Linked DNA regions of Zea mays: regions 1 and 2 are each linked to region 3. The links are chromatin contacts, called in public Hi-C maps. All regions are on one chromosome and are shown on one strand. The core of a region is the stretch at or near the end of the contact, and the rest is flanking DNA. Distances in the headings are between cores, read along the strand shown.

Evidence for each region. Hi-C and Micro-C count contacts between places; a contact is called where the count stands out from the background.
Region 1: a Hi-C map of endosperm shows a contact between it and region 3, with 1.8 times the contacts expected there. The contact joins the enhancer-like site here to the promoter of LOC100284990 in region 3.
Region 2: a Hi-C map of ear shows a contact between it and region 3, with 2.8 times the contacts expected there. The contact joins the enhancer-like site here to the promoter of LOC100284990 in region 3. A contact is called at or near these places in 3 of 25 Hi-C or Micro-C datasets (ear, endosperm and tassel).

Annotation. Positions count from the first base shown.
Region 1 is chr6:68,376,077-68,379,442 of Zm-B73-REFERENCE-NAM-5.0, forward strand. It overlaps LOC103629388, which reads left to right. Exons shown (of 13, transcript XM_008650525.4): 4 at 2,822-2,887. Among protein-coding and RNA genes, the nearest start is that of LOC103629388, 13 kb to the left of the region's middle. Within about 2 kb of position 1,900, at least 1 of the 20 cell types and tissues checked has an H3K27ac peak or open chromatin away from gene starts, as enhancers often do. A contact at or near this core is called in endosperm, where this site is marked.
Region 2 is chr6:67,900,334-67,903,379 of Zm-B73-REFERENCE-NAM-5.0, forward strand. No RefSeq gene overlaps it. Among protein-coding and RNA genes, the nearest start is that of TRNAD-GUC, 44 kb to the left of the region's middle. Within about 2 kb of position 1,403, at least 20 of the 20 cell types and tissues checked have an H3K27ac peak or open chromatin away from gene starts, as enhancers often do. A contact at or near this core is called in ear, endosperm and tassel, where this site is marked.
Region 3 is chr6:68,155,386-68,158,626 of Zm-B73-REFERENCE-NAM-5.0, forward strand. It overlaps LOC100284990 (ATOZI1), which reads left to right and starts at 1,498. Exons shown (of 3, transcript NM_001157885.1): 1 at 1,498-1,717; 2 at 2,687-2,800; 3 at 2,894-3,241. The coding sequence starts at 2,707. The coding sequence ends at 3,036.

The sequences.
Region 1 (3,366 bases), core at 650-3,149, 220 kb after region 3:
ACGGAGGAGGTGGATGCTACACAGTACCGGCGTCTTGTGGGGAGCCTTCACTACCTCGTCCACACACGGCCTGACTTGGCATACTCCGTCGGCTACGTTAGTCGGTTCTTGCAGCGACCGACGACGGAGCATGAGCAGGGTGTGAAGAGGATCATCCTCTATGTTGCGGGGACTCTCGACCACGGTCTCTACTACCCGAGGTGCCCTGGGGAGGCACTCCTTGTCGGGTACAGCGACAGCGACCACGCCGGTGACATCGACACTAGCAAGAGCACAAGCAGGATCCTCTTCTTCCTCGGCAAGTGCCTCATTAGCTGGCAGTCGGTGAAGCAGCAGGTGGTGGCCATGTCCAGCTGCGAGGCTGAGTACATAGCGGCGTCCACTGCTTTGACTCAGGCGCTCTGGCTGGCTCGACTGCTCGGTGATCTCCTCGGGAGAGACACTGGAGCGGTGGAACTCCGGGTGGACAGCCAGTCCGCTCTGGCATTGGCCAAGAACCCCGTATTCCATGAACGGAGCAAGCACATCCGACTGAGATACCACTTCATCCGAGACTGCTTGGCAGAAGGGAGCATCAAGGCGCGCTACATCAACACCAAGGATCAGCTTGCAGACCTGCTCACCAAGCCCCTTGGGAAGATCAAGTTTGTTGAGCTTTGCTCCAGGTCTGGGATGGCCCAACTTTCTCACAAGACGACGCCCAAGACTTAGGGGGAGAATGATGAAATAAGTCTTGAGCATCTAGAGGACAACAATCGCTTTTGACTGTCCTCTGTAGTCCTTGAGCATCTAGAGGACAACAGTCGCTTTTGACTGTCCTCTGTAGTCCTTTAGCATCTAGAGGACAGCTTGACTGTCCTCTGTAGTCTCTTTAGCATCTAGAGGACAGCAGTCGCTTTTGACTGTCCTCTGTAGTCTCTTTAGCATCTATAGGACAATCCTGTTGTGTAGTGTGTGAGAAGGTGTGGTAGTGCAGCCTCTAGGGCTATAAATACGGGTCTCCAACCCTTAGATGGGTATGGCATTGTGTAGTGTTTGAGAAAATAAACAGAAAATTGCCCCAACTCATAGTGTCATCCTCTTGATGAGAGTTAGAGTCCCTCTACTTACAATGGAGACCAAGAGCCTGGAAGCGCTCGTTAAGGCCTCTGACAATGTTGAGGACTAAAGTCCGATCAGAAACAGGTTCGCCGAGATCACGCAGATCTTCGACGAGTTTTTTGTAGCGGCGACAGTATTCGGCGACCGGGAGATCGCCTTGGGAGAAGGAGCGGAATTCTTGGTCGGCATAGAGAGCACGTGTGGTGCGGTTTCCTAGGAACTGGGACTCTATAGATAGCAGAGGGTGCGGGTAGAGGTGCCGCGCTGAGAGATGATGTCAGCGAGGGCATCGGTAAGGGTGCCAAGAAGCCAAGTGCGGACGACGGCATTCATGCGAATCCAATCAGGTGACTCGAAACAGAATCGGAGAGGACGTGGCATTCCAGAGAAAATTTGGTGAGGGTGAGAAAGAAAGATTCGGACCAGCGGGCGTAAAAAGTGGAGTTGGTGTCAAGGAGTAGAGGGACAAGAGCCCGGATGTTGGTTACTGCAACAACCTGGGCGTGGAGATTTAGCAGCGCGGCTGCCTCATGGTGGAGAAGAGCAGCATGCCGAGTTGCAGGTGGGATGTCGTCGTCAACGTGAGTGCCAGACGAACGAGTGTCCTCCTCCGGCTGGGGAGGAGCAGCAGTAGCGCGCTCCCTGGTGGCGCGCTCTTGGGTAGCGCAAACGCGGGCTTCAGCTGCGTCGCGTTCCTGCTGGGCAAGCGCGGCCTCGTGGTCGGCATCAGCCGCGCGCGCAAGGGCAGCCTGACGGGCGGACAGAGCTCGTCGCTCGTCCTCTTCCTTGGCGGCGCGAAGATCGGCGCCTGAGGAAGTGTCGGCGATGTTGGGGTGCTGAAGCACGTCGGAGCCGGAGACAGCGTCGAGGGGCGACGCAGGGAGGCCGGACATGGCAGCGCCGAGTGGTGGGCGCGCGCTGAGGCGGAAGCGAAAAAAAGGGGAAAGGATCGGTCGGTAGACCTAGGTCTGTGATACCATGTGAGTGAGCAGGATTGAGGAAGAACTATTGTATATTGAATGAGGGCAGACTGTGTACATATATATTGGAGAGGAGGAAGAGAGGTAAAAGGAAACCCCTATGTCTATGGAAGCTAATAATATACAGGATCAATCAGATCCAGACTCCTCTCCCTAATTTCCTCTATCTATAATAGTAGTGGCCGACCGGCACAGGGTTGCCAGGCTCAGGCCCTTCCATATGTAGCAGATTCTCTAACATTTTCTATCGGCAAGCTTGGTTCAACATTCTCATAACAGTCGGCCTCCAGAACCTTTCTCCCCAACATGACACTTCTTCCTTTGATGAATGGTGGGAAGGAACAAACAAGGCTCTTGTTGGACCAATGCAAAAGGACTCAATTTTCTCGCAAATGCAATAGGGCTTCAAAAGATGTGTAGGGATACGACCTTGAGTGGTTCCCAACCCTAGCCAGGTTGTGTGTGTGGTGTGGTCCTTTTTTGGGGGTTTCATACCCTTGTGTTGTACTATCTTCTCTTCCCTAAATGAAATGTCATGCAATTTTCTTGCGCGTTCGAGAAAAAAATCATTATAAACTGTAGTTCTACTAGTTAAGTTAAAATAAGGTTCTTCTTTAACACTTGTGATGGTATCTTAATTGGGTAATAATAGTTCTGTTCCCATGCAAATAATTTTCTTGCTAATGTTGTTCATGTCTCATTGATATTGTTTTTTGTCCTTATTTTGTGTTGTTAAAAAGACACTATCGTCATCCAAGGCAGTTGATGTTACTAATTACGCGGTTGGAGTTCTTAATGGCAACTTGGTAAGTAATGACAGCTTATGTGTTCTTTTGTTTTTGCTGGCTACTGTAGCCTAGGGAATTGTGGCATTGCACATTTAGGATATATGTGGCAGAAATAGTGACGTAAATTATAAATGTCCTAAATGTTTGATACTGCTTATTTTGGCTCTATTAGTATATTTCAGGGACAATCTAGCTTCTTGCCTGCGTATTAAGGTGCTGCCTTCCTATCCAATATGAAAAAAAGTAATAAGCCCCTGGGTTATGTAACTTATGATTGCTTTTAAGTTCTTACACATTTTATATTGTGCCCATAGCCCCATACCCATGTTGAAATATAATTATGCCCATACACATGCTAAAATATTTTGTTGTTGGGATATGGCCAGTACTTGTTTGTTACTTCTGGTTGACTCTATTCCCCTAAACACTCCCTTTCCCTCAAGGTACCCCCACAGTTCTAGCGATACTGGGTTTGTGGCCTAACTAGCTTGTCATTT
Region 2 (3,046 bases), core at 153-2,652, 260 kb before region 3:
ACTGAAAAATTGTAACACCCAAAATCCTACTTTAGAATTTATAACATTAATAATTAAAAATGTTCACAATAAAGATCATTTTAATGAATAACATGGTGGTAATGGGAGATTCAAATTTAGTCTTGAACTTTTAATACTAGAAATGTGATTTGTGGTTCAGAAATAGGAAATAGACGAGGGGACCTCTGATTATTTAATGGATTGAATTAATTATTATTGTGTTAGGAAGCATTTGTTTAAAAAGGGTGATAAAGTAGTTAACCTAAATTATACCTTGCATCTATGCCAAGATTTGTTTTGTGCATTCACACTTGAATTTGCCAACCAAAAATCCATATTTGAATTTGAAATATGGAATAGAAAATAAAACCAGAAAACAAAAAAAGGAAAAGAGAAACTCACCTGTTGCCGCATGGGCGAATTGACCTGGCCGCGGCCCAACATACAGTGCCGCCCGCCAAACCCACCCTCTCTGCCGGCCCACTGCCACATGCGCGTTCAGCCCAGTCCTAGGGCACCGACGAGCAGGTCCCGCAGCCAGTTTTTTCCTCTCGCGCTCGCGCCGGCACCGACCGTGGGTCCCAGGTGACAGTTCCATCTCCTTCCCCCTATTTTCTCGGTAACAAACCCGGTGTCCTGCTGGCCGCAACAAACTCCCCCCTGATTCGCGCTGATCTCGGGGTCGGGCCGGCCAAGCGTGTCCTCACCCCGCGGCTATAAAACTCGAGCCCCCCGTGACCTCCTCGCCCATCAAACCGAAGACCGAGCCATTTAACAAAGTCAACGGGTTTGAGAACACCAGGGCAAATGGGAGTTGAAGCTACCACAGGGGAAACTGACCGTGCGGCGACTGCGTGCCATTGATGGGAATCAAGGGCTTGCGCGTGTGCATGTGGAAGGCATCCGTGGCATCACTAGGTTGGGGGGGAGCCTCGCTGTCGCCGAAATTATTCGTCGCCGCATACACTGTCGTCGTGGGGTGTTGTGGATCATAGCCAGCTCGTTCGCATGCTTCATTGTAGGTAAGCCTCTGCCCATGCTGCTAGGTTCTCCCTCCGCTTTGTGTGGCTCGGGTAAGCGTAGATGTTGAGGCACTGGGGGTCTGGAGCACCTGGCTCTAGCGGGTGCGCCGCTGGGGTGGAAGCGCGCCGCCGCCTCATTGCGGCTCGGGGCAGGGGTGATGCGCCAAACCGTTGATCAGTGATCTTAGGGCTTGGGGTAGGTACCGGCGTTGGGCCGTTGATGCCCCAGTGGGTGGTTCAGATTAGAGTTAAGACATACCTCCTCGTGAATTAAATCTGGGACGTTGAGTTTGATCGAAGGGATGTGGGTTGAGCAGAGAGTGGAAGCATCCGGACCGTTGATCCATCGTTTGGCGCTCGAGTATTGATCTAGGGTGTTTTAAATCCTGGCTATCGAGTGTGGATCGGACGGCAGAGACTTTGTACCGGTTCAGGGTAGATGCCATCTAATCAACACCGTTCAAATCGGATCGACTGGCTGAGATCAGCCAATACCCCTTTGGCTCAGCTTTATTGCATAAGAGACCCTAAAGAATCTTGAAACTAACCCGCCGTCCCCAGTAGTTCAAAGAAACTAATAGTTTGGTCCTCGACTAAATATTAAATTACAAAGTAGTCCCTGAAATTTGTAGAAACACCCCTGGAAGCTATTTCGGGTATAAAATAAATATTAAACTGTCTAGAAACTTGGAGAATTCATAACTTTTGAATTATAACTCCGATTTGATTCGTTCAAATTGCGTTAGCTTCATAATAAAATTATCTATGCATCAACAATGCTGATTATGGCATCTCACATACTTGTATAATTAGAAATTTATTTAGCTTATGTTTGCTCAACTAAACTTTTAATAAAGGTTGTAATTTGACCAAGATAAGATTTATAATCAAGTGGTGACCTGTAATAATTCAGTTATATCTGTTTAATATATCTTTCACATGGTTTATATTAACATGGACATTATTTTACTATTTAACTTCGGAAAGTCATATATTTATAATCGTAACTCCGATTCTAGTGGTTCTTGATCCCACGACCTCGTAACAGCGCGTAGAATATTCTTACGTTGTTTGTTCTCATGTTTGGTGTACTATTATTTTTATGTACTCCATGTCTATTTGTATGTATTGCTATGAATAGCGGTGAGGTCACGAGAAACTTGAAGACTAGCTTGGAGAAGTACCTAGGAATCTCAAGTCTAAGGCTAGTTGTGCCCTTGATCACTCTTCTTTACCTAATAATGTTCCTGTTAATCATTGTGACATGCTCAGGTTAATTTGATGGGACCTAATAGGTTTCCCTAGTATTGTTTATCCACACGTTGCAAACAGATGAACTATTGGGTAGATTTGCTATTGTTCTACCTGGTTTTGGGAAACTAATGTTTTATTATGATCATGTTCCAATTATGTTTTTGTTTTAATTATTATTCATGATAAGATCATCATGTTAATTGGAACATGGAGAACCACTCGGGAAAATAGTGCTAACACAAGGGTGGAATGGGACGCCCTTGGCCATGTAATTAGGAAAGCTAGTGAGAGATTAACTTACCCGGAAGGGGCAAGCGGGGAGGCGTCGCTGCTAGAGTACAGAAAGGTCCTCGGGTCAAACTGTTTGTAAAGCTTTTCGGACGAGGGATTCCTATGCTTCCTTCGTCCTGAATCCGTAGCGGGTTTTCTCGAACTAGTGGAACTTTGGAAAGGCCGCATAGTGCTACCCTGCCTCGCCTCCTCGGTAGAGGTGTATGGGGTCCGATAAAAGTGAATCCCTTGGCAAATGGGTAACACAACTTATGGGTAAAGATGCGCAACCTCTGCAGAGTGTAAAACTGGTATATCAGTCATGCTCACGGTCATGAGAGGCTCGGACACTCACATGATTAACTTTTGAAATTAAACTCAATTTGTCATTTGCATTGCATTGTGGGTGTTGTTATTTGTTGGTCACTTGTTCTCAAATGCTATTAATCAAGAACAAGGCAACACAATTGTTGATGGTTAAATACCTTCGTCCTTCGAAG
Region 3 (3,241 bases), core at 248-2,747:
GGATACCTAAAATATACCGAGTCGGGTATAGATAAAATACTTTACCCGCGGGTATCCAGTGGATACTCGATAAATTAATATACCTCTTTAAGAGCAACTCCAATAGTTATGTAAATTTTAGCTTTCTAAATCACAGATTTAAAAGTTGCTAAATAGCTTTTAGAGTAAAAAAATATGAGTTCTCCAATAGTTGTCTAAATATAGGTTGTAATTTTGTTTTGTATTTATCCACATAAAAAATAAGTCACAAAAACTATATAATGCAGTCAACATTTTTGTTTAGGGAGTTGTTAAATGGTTGCCAAATGTAGAGAGAAAATGAGGTTAGATGACAAGTTGTTAAATTTAGAAAGTTCATTTAGAGAACTGTTGGAGAATAGTTTTCATATTAACTACCTAAATTATTGATTTAGGAAGTCTTTTAGAGAATTATTGGAGTTGCTCTAAATATGCTACATCCACTAAAAATTAAGACCTATAAAAAATGGAGCCAAAAAATACACACTAATCATGGCTTGCTGCATGCTGCTACTTCACCATGGGCACATGCACGACCACAGGTTGCTGGTGCTAGCAGCTGGCTGCTTCAGTACTGCTAATTTAAATCTATTGGATGTGATAATTATGAGTTGAGATACTATATGAACGTGTAGCCAAATATAGTCATTCTCGTGTTGCACTAGTGCTTAAATGGAAACTAAAATATCTTATGCATTTATTATAACACTGACCGAATATTATTTAGTCTACAATAACATATCCAATAGATACTCGATACCCGGTGGATACCCGATGGGCATGGGTACGGGTACAGTTTTTCACCCGATTGACTTGATGTGTATGGATATTTGTAGAAGTCTCGGGTACAATTTCGGGTTAGGTATTATTATACCCGAACAAAATCCGACCCGCTGCCATCTCTACTATTGTTGGAGAGGTTGCGGAGGCTACCATTCGCTATATTTACCGGACAGAACTCTTTACAGAATGTTCACTAAACCAAATCATATACAGAGGTTTGACCTCTTTTTGTTTCAAAGGAAAGCTGAAACAAACAATGTTCGTTAAACCAAATCACGAAAAAAAACTCGTGATCTTTTGTCAAAGAAAACAAAACAAAGATGCGTGTAGGCAGATTTTGTACTGTGCGCCTTGCTCCTCAAAAATAAATAAATGCGTTCTAGCTGACGTCAGCGACTTAGGCATCCCGCGGAGACGCGGACTGGGACCTCACGAAAGCTTTTCTGCCGGCGTAGTCAGCTTGGGCTGGACCTTAACCTGGACCTCACGAGAACCCGCGGCTCCCGCCATGGCCGGCTCGGATCCTCTCGCGCATCCAGGTCACCTGCCTCCACGCCTGCCCGGCAGCCGCGTCCTCCACGCGTGCTCCAAGTCAAAATAGGTGATGGAGAGCATTCTTCCAGTAATTCATTTGGGCCTTAAAATAGCCTGTCGTTTTGGGCCACAAGGCTGGAAGCAATCCCTTACTAAGGGCCCACGTTGGCCCGCCCGGCCCGGAGGCCTGGTGCACGGCCACGGCGACCCCAGTCAGTGTGAGATCCGAAAGACCGGCCGCCGCCGCCCACCGGGTCATCGCCATTCGCCACAAAGCCATTTGAACCCCCCACGTCTCCTCGCCTCGTTCCCCATTTGCTGCGTCTCCTTGCCCGCGCCGCCGCTCGCCGTTTGCCCCTCGTCTCCGCACCGCGCGCTGTTGGTAATTCCTCCGCCCCCTGCTCCCATTGGTTTCCGCCGGTTCGCTCCCCTCACCAGGCATCGGGGGTCTTCTCTGATCTAATCTCTGGTAGCTGCGGACGACGACTCATGTGTCGGGTATTGCCCTCTTGGGGCCGTGGGAATCAGACGACTAGATCTGTGCGGATCCGACCGATTGGGGCGCGGCGCGGGCATCCGGAACTTCACCTCGCGTGCTTACGCTGACGGCGGCGGCCCTCTGTATTTTACTGGGTTGGAGATCCGTCCATCCCAACTTGAGTCGATTTATGTCTGATTTCTTTTGTTGCTCGTGTAGGCGAACGGACGGAAATTTGGGTGGGGAGAAATTTTCGCTTTTTAATGGTCTTAGCTATATAGATATGGATGTTTGTCGTGGTTTGAATTGCACCGTACACATTACACATGACACTGTCACTGTAATTCTGGTGAGAGAGATTCGTATTGACGCATGTTTTTGAAGAAAGATTGTGGATGTAATGTTAATGTGGGATGGAGGTCACTTCAAGTATGGCGAGATTCATATTAACACTGTCACTTTTAAGCCCAGTGACTTTCTTATTTACACTTTCATTGAAGCTTTTATGTTAATCATTCATGGTTTGAAATGTTCCCATGCATATGCCGCTGTTACTGTAAGACTAATAGTAACACTTGTTTCATGAAGATGGATACTGGATATAATATACTGGTAACATAACCTGCTACGGATTCGGGGTTCACTCGTTTGTTGCTGGAAAAAAACTGTTTGTCTTTCTGCTAACAATGAAATGTTATAGCTTCCCCGGGCTTTTGTGTTGGCGATTTATCTGTTGCTAGGCTATATGTTCTGTTTATTTGTGTTATTTGTGAGGAACAGTCTATAGGTTTGCCTTGTCTACAATGCATCTGCATATGTTAGTCATTTATTCATGATTCCATTATTTATCAGACCTGATAGTCTGTACTTCAGTCCATCCTTGTGCAGCAAAAATGACGGCTGGCTACATTGTTGGCTCACTGGTCGGATCCTTTGCCATTGCATACCTGTGTGACACATTTATCTCTGACAAGAAGGCATTTGGAGGTTAGTGTCATCCTCAATAGATTTATGTTTGATATCTGTGCTTCAACCCTGTAGATTTGGATTTGATCTGGATCAGCCTTTGCGGGCACATAGGTAGCACCCCCAAGACTGTTTCTGAGAAGGAGTGGTGGCAAGCCACAGACACCAAGTTCCAGGCCTGGCCTCGCACTGCTGGGCCACCGGTTGTCATGAACCCCATCAGCCGCCAGAACTTCATCGTCAAGTCCACTGAGTAGGTTTGGGCTGGAGAAGCTGGTTCTGCGACTTGGTGCCGCCATGAAGCCAGAGTTCCTTTTCTAAGGTCTTAATCAATTGTAATAAAACGAAATACAGTCAGGATTTTTTTGTGATTTTTACTTGATCTGTGAGCGAACACTGGGTCTTTCACCTTGTCATCCAATGGGTTCTGCTCCTTGGTGAAATCTCCCACCAGCCAGTAAA